Linked DNA regions of Danio rerio: region 1 is linked to region 2. The links are chromatin contacts, called in public Micro-C maps. All regions are on one chromosome and are shown on one strand. The core of a region is the stretch at or near the end of the contact, and the rest is flanking DNA. Distances in the headings are between cores, read along the strand shown.

Region 1 (5,091 bases), core at 2,395-4,894, 150 kb after region 2:
AATTGGATGAACTATTTCTTTTAATGTGGAAAGACAGCATAATTTTAATTAGCATATTGTAAAAGAATATTTCAAACGCAAAAACACTTTTGCACAGATATTTAGAAATCATGGATCATTAAACTTGAATATAGTGAAAAATCCTTACCCTATTATAATTATTTGAATTTTATCCACTGAGCTGGTTCATTTGATGTAGATTATTATGTTAACTTGAATTGATAAGCCAGAAAGAAAGAAATTAACATTTTATTTAGGAAATTAAAAGTATGGAAAAGTAATAAAAGACACAGAGATATTTTAAAGACTTACTCTAATATACAAATGTCACAAAATCATAAGCCAACATTTTTCACCTTTATACCCAAGAGAGCATGATGTGCATGCGTGTCGTGCATTATGCATCTGTCTCTGGTTATTGCTTAAACTTAGACAGAAGTTGAAGTCAGAATTGTTAGCCCCCCTTTGAATGTTTTTTTTCTTTTTAAATATTTCCCAAATGATGTTTAACAGAGCAAAAAATTTTTCACAGTATCTCTGAACATATTTCTTTTTCTGAAGAAAGACTTCTTTGTTTTATTTCGGCTAGAATAAAAGCAGTTTTTATTTTTTAAAAATCCTTTTCATGTCAAAATTATTAGCCCCTTTAAGCTATATTTTTTTCGATAGTCGACAGAACAAACCATCATCATACAAAATCTTGCCTTGTTACCCTGACTTACCTAGTTCACCTAATTAACCTAGTTAAGCCTTTAAATGTCACTTTTAAGAAATGTCTTAAAAAATATCTAGTCAAATATTATTTACTGTCATCATGGCAAAGATCAAATAAATCAGTTATTAGAAATGAGCTATTCAAACTATTATGTTTAGAAATGTGTTGAATAAGCTTTCTCACATTTAATAAAAGTCTATCTTGCCCTTACAAATAGTAGTCAACATAATAAAAAAATTATTAAAAAAACATTTTCTGCATTAACTACTGACACTTTTCTTTACAGATCAGTTCTCACAGATGTGTCCAGCAGGCCGGGGTTACCTGATTTCTGGAGATCCTATGAGTACTACCTCCAGCTTAGCAGAAAACACCAAAGGTATTATTAGTGTTTATGTCATTTAAAAGGATTTAAATGTCAAAGGTACACAAATATGGTTAAGAGTATAGGTTCAGTAAATGATGCTATCTGTTTTGGAGAACTCTCTCTTAAGGCTTTAACTTTGATTGTTGATGTGCTTTATACTTTTACCCTATTTACTCCATATTTTGTCTGGGCAAAAATGCCCTGTTGATACCAAAAGTGACAGTAGAACTATTCAGCTGATAGAAATGTGCCAATAATTCAAATTTCTTTGAAAAAGCAGGTCTGAATACACAACCCGTTGGATGGTAGAACGAGAATGAGCTTTAGCAGACGAAGAAAACCATCAATGTCTCTCCTGTCAGCTGAATTAGACATCTGAATATTGGATTGCATTTTCTGATGAGTCTCACATTTTTTGCTGGAACATTTGGATGGTAGCATCTGTATAATAATGTGCGGATATTTTAATGGCACACCTTGGGCCTTGTTTGAATTGTGTGATGGCTACTTCTAAGACAGGATAACATGCTATTTCAATCTTTTACAACTGCATGGTAATGCCATGTAAATATTGACAGAAATCTCAGAAGAATATTTTCACCACTTTAAAGGAATAGTTTACCCTATTTACTTGTCCTCAAGTTGTTCCAAACATTTGTGAGTTTCTTTCTTCTGGCGAACACAAAAGAATATTTTAAAGAAAGCTGGAAACCTGTTACCATTGCCTTCCATAGTAAAAAAATAAATAAATAAATGGAAAATAATACTATGAAAACTCTATTTTTCATCCAAATATTTTCAGTTTTTGAGCAAACTATTCTTTTAAGATTTCTAATGACAAAAGCGGGTCAATCCAGGTACCGTACAAGAAAGGTATACCTAACAAAGTGGCCGATGAATGTATTTTTGACTTTGTAATGTGTGTAGGCAGCAGCAGACATCACTTAGCATCTGACCTACATATGCTGAAACACACACACTCAGCAGGCTGGTTCCCAGTGTGGGGAAACCTCAGTCTCAGGGCTCGTCTAATGCACTGATTTAATTTATGAATGCAGCGAGAGTGTGGTTTCTCTTTGGCTAGTGGCAGTGCGAGTGAATGCAATGTGGTTTGTGTGTGTGTGTCAGTCTACCTTTGAATGGAATGCTTATATATGGAAAGGACATTTCCTCCCAATCATTCTTCAGTCAAATTAAATTTCTACATGTAGCAGATCCCAAAATAAGAACACTAACAAGAGCATGGAGAGACTGTATGTGTGGTGATCTGTAACTGTGATCCAGGGTTTCTAGTTCTTAACTAGTGTATGTGCGTGCGTGCGTGCGTGCGTGCGTGTGTGTTTATTTGTTTACAATTAAATAATGAAAAAGTGTTGATGTGTGTGTTAAGCAGATGCAGATGAATGCCAGCTCTTTGGAAGTGAGATCTGTAAAGATGGCTTTTGTCTCAACACCGCTGGCTGGTACGAGTGTTACTGCAAATCTGGACTCTACTACGATGAGAGCAAACTACAGTGTCTCGGTAAGAAACAAAAATCGCAGTCTAAACTAAAATGTTCATTAAGATTTTATGACTTTTAATTCCTGCTGAGTGCTTCCCAGTGTTGGGTTGCAGCTGAAAGGGCATCTACTGTGTAAAACGTATGCTGGATAAGTTAGCGGTTCATTCCACTGAGGCGACCCCTGATGAATAAAGGTACTAAGCCGAAAGAAAATGAATTCCTGTTTAGAAGAACATACTGTAAGTTGTGGTTTTTGCAATAGAAAATCCTTGATCTAATAATTCATATAAAAAAAACATTAACAAAAGTCACATTTGATGGTATTTTAAATCATATAAAATGAGTTTTTGCATATTTAAATGATGAAAAATCTGATTAGAGTTAAATTAGCTGAAATGATCTGTTATGCCTGTCTAAACAAGGTGCCCAAACAATGTTAAACTGCCATAAATGTAATTACTGAATATTACATATAATATCACAGTGTTGCTCATTGTGATGCACAAACTAAATCACTGCTCTGTTCTCAAGGATGCACAAATTAAATCAGTCTGATGCAAGCTGATGCAAAAATACAAAACTATGTTTTAAGTGTTTAATTTTATTCCACATATTCTTAGAAAGGCTAGCACGTAATCACAGAAGGGTTTGTTATTTATAACATCCTGCTTTAGCCGCTTATTGCTTGTAATGTTTAGCCTTGAACTGTCATTGTGTTCTTTTGTTGGTTTAGAATGACAGGCTTAGTTTGTAAGTGTGTGTGTGCGTGTTTGTAAGTGTTGGCCTAGTTTGGCTCACTGTAACGCCAACACATTTAAATTGGATTTAAATGTAAGTTTTAAAGCCGCTGCAGCTGACGGCGTGTGGCTTGCGGCCACATTATGCATGCAGCCCTATGGCAGGTTCTGTGTATGTTTGAGCTGAGGTCAAAGGGCTACATCTTCCGACCGGTCAGGGCGGCACAGGCGATATGATCCAGGCCACAGCTCCATGGTGCACCGCAGGCTGTCTGCCTGCCTAAACACACATACACACACTCACTCACAGAGACCACAGACCCACGGCTATGGAGACTTGCCCAGCCACACTGCCTTAAAGCTGACACACCCCTGACTGCCTCACACACACACATTCAGTGCAGCCACAGTCATTTGACTTCCTACACCCACTTACATATATTTGAACACATTTGAACTGTAAACCATGCACAAAGAGAGGGAGAGAAAGGGAAAGAAAGAGGTTTGATTTGAAAGCAATACATAGGCTTCCATTGTTTTTAAATCAGGTTAATGATATTGCCTATGGCCTACCACAACCCCAACAAATGCCAATCATTAGAAACCAATAGAAAAAAAAATATTTTGGCTGAATCACAAGCCTTTTTAAATAGTAAAAAACCTGTGAAATGTCCTTACTAGTGGGTCATTTTAATTCCACTTTCAAAATCACTTTAATTTTACTTTCGCTTTACAAGTGAGAACCTTTGAGCCTTCACAAGTATAACACAAACATGCACTGAAAAAAGTTTTGCATGCACAACTGTTGCAAACTATTTATTTGTGTTAAATATAAACAAACAAATTAAGTTTAATAATGTTCAACTTAATTTTTTTTTCTCAAATTCAACACAAATAAATTGTTTACAACCACTTAACGCAAACATTTTTTAGTAAATCCAAGGAATCATCTTTGAATATTTTTTTTCAGTGTGCTAAATTTTCTGAAGTTTAAAACAAAATATTTATTAACTTTCTTAGTCTCTTTATTAATCCAGGGTCACCACAGTGGAATGAACTGCCAACTTAAACAGCACATGTTTTACAAAGCGGATGCCCTTCCAGTTATAACGCACTACTGACACACATACACTAATTTAGTTTATTCAATTAACGTCATTAACACTCATGCACTCACATTAACACATACACTACGAACAATTTTAGCTTACCCAATTCACCTATACCGCATGTCTTTGGCGTCTGGGGGAAACCAGAGCACCTAGAGGAAACCCACGCAAACAAGGGCAGAACATGCAAACTCCATACATAAATGCCAACTTAACCAGCCGAGGCTCAATCAAGCAACCTTCTTGCTGTGAGGCGATTGTGCAACCCACTTTAATTACTTGCTGAAACATCATGTAACTAAAATACTGCTCCCTATAAAACATAATAAAGTTATAATACCTGGAGTAAATATTGAAATATTTGTACATTATGCATAATTACAAGCTACCTAACCTTAAACCAAGCCTTTCCCTTTCGACAGTAAAACTGTACTTATAACATGTTTGCAATCATTTTAGTTTGTACTTAATTCTATAGTTACTCTGCAGAAAGGACTTTAGTATTTATTTAATGAATGCATTGTCTTTATGGCAAATTGCTTTATGTTGGTGAATGTTTTTGCATCTACTGTATTCTATGTATACTCAGACCAGCCTGACTTAGCTTTCCATCAATGATCTAGCTTATTGATTTTTCTTCTGTTTCTCTTTGTCTCTGATC
Region 2 (5,414 bases), core at 542-3,041:
CATCTATTTGTGTGTGGAGGCTGCGTGTGGATGTTCCATGTATTAATAGGATCCGGTTTTCGACGTGTAGGGAGGCCATAGGGTCCCCGTTCATGGGCAGAAGACTGTCAAAGTCAGATTTAGAGCTGGTAAGCAGTCAGGCATGCTGTAGGGAGAAAGTCATTTGGATTACATAACTGCGCTGAACAACAAGGATCACTTTAATGAGTAAATCAGCAGAATAAATCAAGGGTTCTGTTTTAATAGTGTTGAAACAGCTGGGGAGTGCTGAAAAAAAAAAAGAGAGCCTCTTAAAGATGGACTTAGCTGGTTTAGGATGTCACAACACACTCAACGCTATTAATAATATAAGTTTCATAAAGAGTTTCGCAGTGATCCATTTTGGGTTTCCTAAAGAACTCTTCAGTGAACATTTCTTAAAATACCTTTTTTTTATAAGAATAAAGAACATTTTTAAAAATTTAAATATTTTAGGGGGAAATTAAATTGTTCAATGGTAGTAAACGGTGGGATAGTATAAGTTCTTTGTGGAACCATACACTTAATGCCAATGAAGAATCTTTAATTTTAAACAGGTACTTCAACCAAAAATGAAAGGCAAGAAGAAATTTCCCTGTAAGTATTAAGCTGGAGGATTTTCAAGCTGGTAAATCCTTTTTTGCTAGGAAATACACATATAATTGTGCTCTGGTATAAATAGGCCTTGTCATAAAACAATCCATCTAAAAAAGGCCAAGATTGTTTTCTGATCTTTTAACTTGGCCAAGCTGGTGGCTGTCAGTTGAATTTATTTATTTTTTGACAGTTTAAAAGTCGAAAAACCTCTCTAAATCCAACCACCATGGCAGGTCAGGCCAACAGAATAGTTACATTACATGCAAAGCCCATTCAAATTCTTTTTAGCCTTTAGTACATTGAATAAAAAATTACATATTTTTTCCACCTATATTTTTAACCATCAATTTGTCCTTAATGTTCTGGGATGCTGTCAAACAAAATAAAAAGTGTAATACTTTACCGTACATTAGATTTCAATCACTTTAATAACTCCTGAGCCCAAAGTGTAGTCTTTTCTCTTTCACATCTTGACATTTTGGTTTGAGTGGGATATATGTGGTTAAAGCATACTGTGATCACGCTTTTACTAATTATGTGCATAATTGTGGTTTTCTGTTTACATGAGCTCCATCTTAATCACAGTGCTGCCGTTATCACAGTATAGGTTGCATTCATGCACACTGTAAAATTGTAATAGGATTTTTGTTTAGTTTTGTACTAATATTGTTAAAGTTAATTCGTTCATTCATTCATTCATTCATTCATTCATTCATTCATTCATTCATTTTCTGGCCAGCTTGGTCCCTTTATTAATCCGGGGTCGCCACAGCAGAATGAACTGCCAACTTATACAGCAAGTTTTTACGTAGCACATCCCCTTCCAGCCGCAACCCATCTCTGGGAAATGTTCAAGTTCATGTCCAATTCTGAACTATATATAACACTTTTTCCTCCAAAAAGAGGTGTGCAGCTGATGCTTGCACTCTATGTGACAAGCTTGACTTATGATGGCTGCATTTACAGTATCAGACTTTTTTTTTTTTTTTTTTTTTTTTTTACAAACGACCCCCACCTTCAAATTCATAAGTATGCACAATTTATATACACAAACTTTTTTTTTGACTCTGGTATAAAGGTTCAGCCCCACATGTGTGTTCCAATAAGAGCTCCATCCCTGACGTCATGTCTGCAGGAGATTGGCTATATGGAGTTCGAGCACAAACTCCTGCCCTTGCACACTCACACGCGCTCAAAGTTTTCCAAGACTTTTCAAACTTCTGCTCGAGCTCAAACCGCGCGCACGCGAGCTCTCTCGCCGCCTTGACTCCCGTTTTCCCCGATTTCCGTTTCGTGCTTTGAAATTTTCTTTAACTCCAAGCATTTTCCCCCTCTTCTAAGTTATGTTTGCCTCTAAGTGTTTTCTTATGGCGAATAGATGACAGCGCGCGAGGGTTTACAACTGCTTCACACGCGACACAGTGGAGCTGCGCTTCTATAGTTTTATTTTGGTATCTTTCTATCTATAGTGTATATTTATAGTACAGAGGCTTTCTTTCAAACTTCCCCAACACTTTGACTGCTAAAGGATATGGCTATGCTCGTGTGGGACATCATTGTTTCTGTTACGTTATTAATTTCTCCGGCTTTTCTTTCGGCGGATCAGAGCGGCTTCAGGAAACTGTACGTTGTGCAACCGGGACCGAGCGGTACAGACGGGGTTCACGTGAGCTCCATTTCATCGCTCTCGGGAGCGTCGGGACAGCCACACTCATACAATGTGGAGCTGAAAGCCAGCTTCGGTGGCCAGGTCCGGACCCGCAGAATGGGTCACCAGCAGAACCCGAGCATTCCGATCCGCCAGGACGCGCAGTCTGGCCGACACACATCCAGCCATCACATGAAAGTGTCAGGGTAAGAACAGAGCCGAGTATAAAGTATTTAACACTTCATTTAGGATGTTTTAGCTTCATTATATATTTTAACAAACGATCTTGATTATTTGACAAAATAATTGACCATAATAGGCACGAATAACAGTTCAAAACATGCAAATACAGAATGAATGAGCAGGGATTTCTATTATCAGTGCTTTATGCAAAGTTGTTTTGCAGTCACTTAACAAATACACAAACTTTCAAACTATGAATAATTGTTTTTTTTTTTTTTTTTTTTTTAGACTTGTACTCGTTGAAAACTGGGCTGATGGTAGTTTAGGGTTGAATGAAATAAATGCAAAAATTAACCTCTGCAACACAACATCATAAGAAAGTTCATAGTGAGTTTAGTTATCTTTACTGAAGATACCACAGTAATATTCTTAAAAGTCATGCATGCTTTGAAACTTTTAGAAAGAGTCAACTAATGATTTTACTGTTCCATTAGAGATTTGGAGCCTTATTGCCAATGATGTGTTAGCAGCCACATGACATTAAGTAGCAATAAATTTGATAAGTCATCCAGTCTACAGCGAGTCGTAACCTTTTAAAAAGCACAGTAACATCTGTTGTTTCAGTAAGCCACGCGAGCCAGTTTAAATGTAGGCTACCGGCTCCCCTAGTAATGAACTCGATGCCCCTTAAAAAGTTTCGGGAGGCCATTTACAAAGTTTTTTTTTTACATTCCCTACAATCACACTGAGTAACAAGTGTATCCCAGCCTGTATTTCTTCATATTTTCTGTCACTTTACTATGAAGTACAGTATGAAGTAGTACAGTGGGAATAAGAGGACTGATTATATTGGAGCCTCCACCAGCTTTGGCCCCGGGCCCTCATGCCACTAGTGACAGCAGACTTACGTCAGAAACCGCTCTGGGTGGCCGAGGAGATTGACCGGGGGGTTACAGTAAGGTTAGTAGGTCCATTCAGTTTGTGTGTGATTGTGACTTTTGATGTCATTGCAGAGTGAACGTCTGTGGGGGGCAGTGCTGTGTTGGTTGGAGCAAGACCCCAGGATCTCAGCGCTGCACTAAACGTGAGTTATGATGATTTTGTGTCATGCATGTGCTTGCATTTTCTCAGGCCTTATTTCTGCACTAAAACTATTCTAAAATCTTTCTTGGACAAGAGAAAGCCCTTCATCACCCTCAAAAATAAGTTCAAAAACACTTCAGTTTAATATTGTTTCCAAAGGACTGTGGGTCTCACATGAAATCAATTATTCTAAGAATGTCAACAAAATTAGTTGAATTTAATAGTGTTGAAGAGTGGATTAAGTTTGGTTAGTCTTCTAACACAAACATTGCTGCTTCCATTCATCCTATTTAGGAAGAATCATGAAGTTTCCAACTCTGATTCTCATCATTTACTGATCACTGACTGAGGGTTTGGACTTGCACTGATGTCCCTTTGGCTTAGAACCTGTGTTATGTGCTTTTGAGCAAGACATTCAATTATGTCTTGCTCCATAGCCTTAACTGCAGTATGTTGTTGAAAAATATCCCTCTGGATATAAATGTGTGCTAAATACAAGAAAGAAAGAGGAAAGAGTAACCACAAGTATGTCAAATTCTGATGATTAATACAAAACTAGCATTTTTACTCTCCTTTTTAAACAAACAGCTTCAGCCTACTTGTGAGTTTGTGTCTGGACATACGTCATTCAAGGCTTCCTAGGGTAATGGTGTTTCTGGAATATCACCAATTTTTAAAAGGTTTATTCAGGCATTGAAAGTCAGAGAATTTATATATATATATATATATATATATATATATATATATATATATATATATATATATATATATATATATATATATATATATATATAAAAAATTTTTCAAGTCATGGAACCATGAATTTTGATCATTTTATTTTTGCTTATCACATTGTTTTTCGTTGCAATATTTGTTATGGTTTGTCTTTTTTGTCCATGCCATTTTATTTAATTTCTGCTTGTCAATTGGCAATCAAATATATTATGAGTTTTTATATAAACATAAGTTGTTTTCTTTTGTTTTGCTAAAAATGGTTGTAAGTAAATGAGACCGGATGTCTTGACTCCTTTGAGTCACAATGGCTGATCCTAAAGAGCATCTATGATGAAAATCATCTTTTGTAAGCTGTTTGGGCAGAACTGTGTGTAGGTATAGTGTGTCCACACTAGTTTTGGGGTAAATTTAAGACAGTAAGTCACTTTTTTTTTTACAATTTCCTGATGTTAAAATAGGATCCAAATCCCTCCCATTTTGAGGCCCACTGCACCATGACGTAGGAGTGCCGTTTCCCCACCCACCGAATTGATTCACAGCCACATATAAACATGTCTTCATAGTAACGCGTATAATCATATCAACAAGACAGGACGTGCGCAAAGCAACTGGGATCAAAAGATCTGTTGAGCTGGCTGTGATCATCAATCATCGTCAAATGTGTTTAAGAATGAGTATTCAAAGTTTAAAATGTTTTTAAAACAGTACATGTTTGTAATAAATTACAGCGATTTTACTGCTTTATCACCACAGCCCCATGTCAGTACAATTATAAAAGAAGATTCTTCTATCTTGGTTTTGTGGACGTTAAATCAGGTTTATTTTGTACATTAACATGATGGATATCCATACAGCAGTGGATATTAACGTGTATCCTGTCACATCTGCCATGCAAAAACAGTGCAAAGTTAAATGCGAATGCTGTGTGTGTGTCCGCTGTGTGCGTTTGTGTGCGTGAACTTTGTAACAACATTGTGTGTGATTGTGTGTGACTCATCATTTTCACTGACTTATTACCTCAGCAACAAATACATCAAATACCCATTGGTAAAGTTCTTACTGTAGTATTTCTCACAAATGTTACATGAGATCTGCTTCCTTCATGTCTGTCACTGTACTGTTTATCTGACGCAGCCAAGGTGGAGATTGA

What was found. A called contact is a pair of places that touch in the nucleus more often than the background predicts.
Region 1: a contact with region 2 is called in a Micro-C map of caudal fin, with 3 times the contacts expected there. The contact joins the enhancer-like site here to the promoter of ltbp1 in region 2. A contact is called at or near these places in 3 of 18 Hi-C or Micro-C datasets (caudal fin, hematopoietic stem cells and an unstated tissue).

What each region holds. Positions count from the first base shown.
Region 1 is chr17:24,427,832-24,432,922 of GRCz12tu, forward strand. It overlaps ltbp1 (latent transforming growth factor beta binding protein 1), which reads left to right. Exons shown (of 29, transcript XM_073928505.1): 23 at 1,002-1,094; 24 at 2,476-2,604. Among named protein-coding and RNA genes, the nearest start is that of rasgrp3, 40 kb to the right of the region's middle. Within about 2 kb of position 3,645, at least 14 of the 62 cell types and tissues checked have an H3K27ac peak or open chromatin away from gene starts, as enhancers often do.
Region 2 is chr17:24,278,490-24,283,903 of GRCz12tu, forward strand. ltbp1 (latent transforming growth factor beta binding protein 1) reads left to right here and starts at 1,792. Exons shown (of 29, transcript XM_073928505.1): 1 at 1,792-2,469; 2 at 3,460-3,530. The coding sequence starts at 2,147.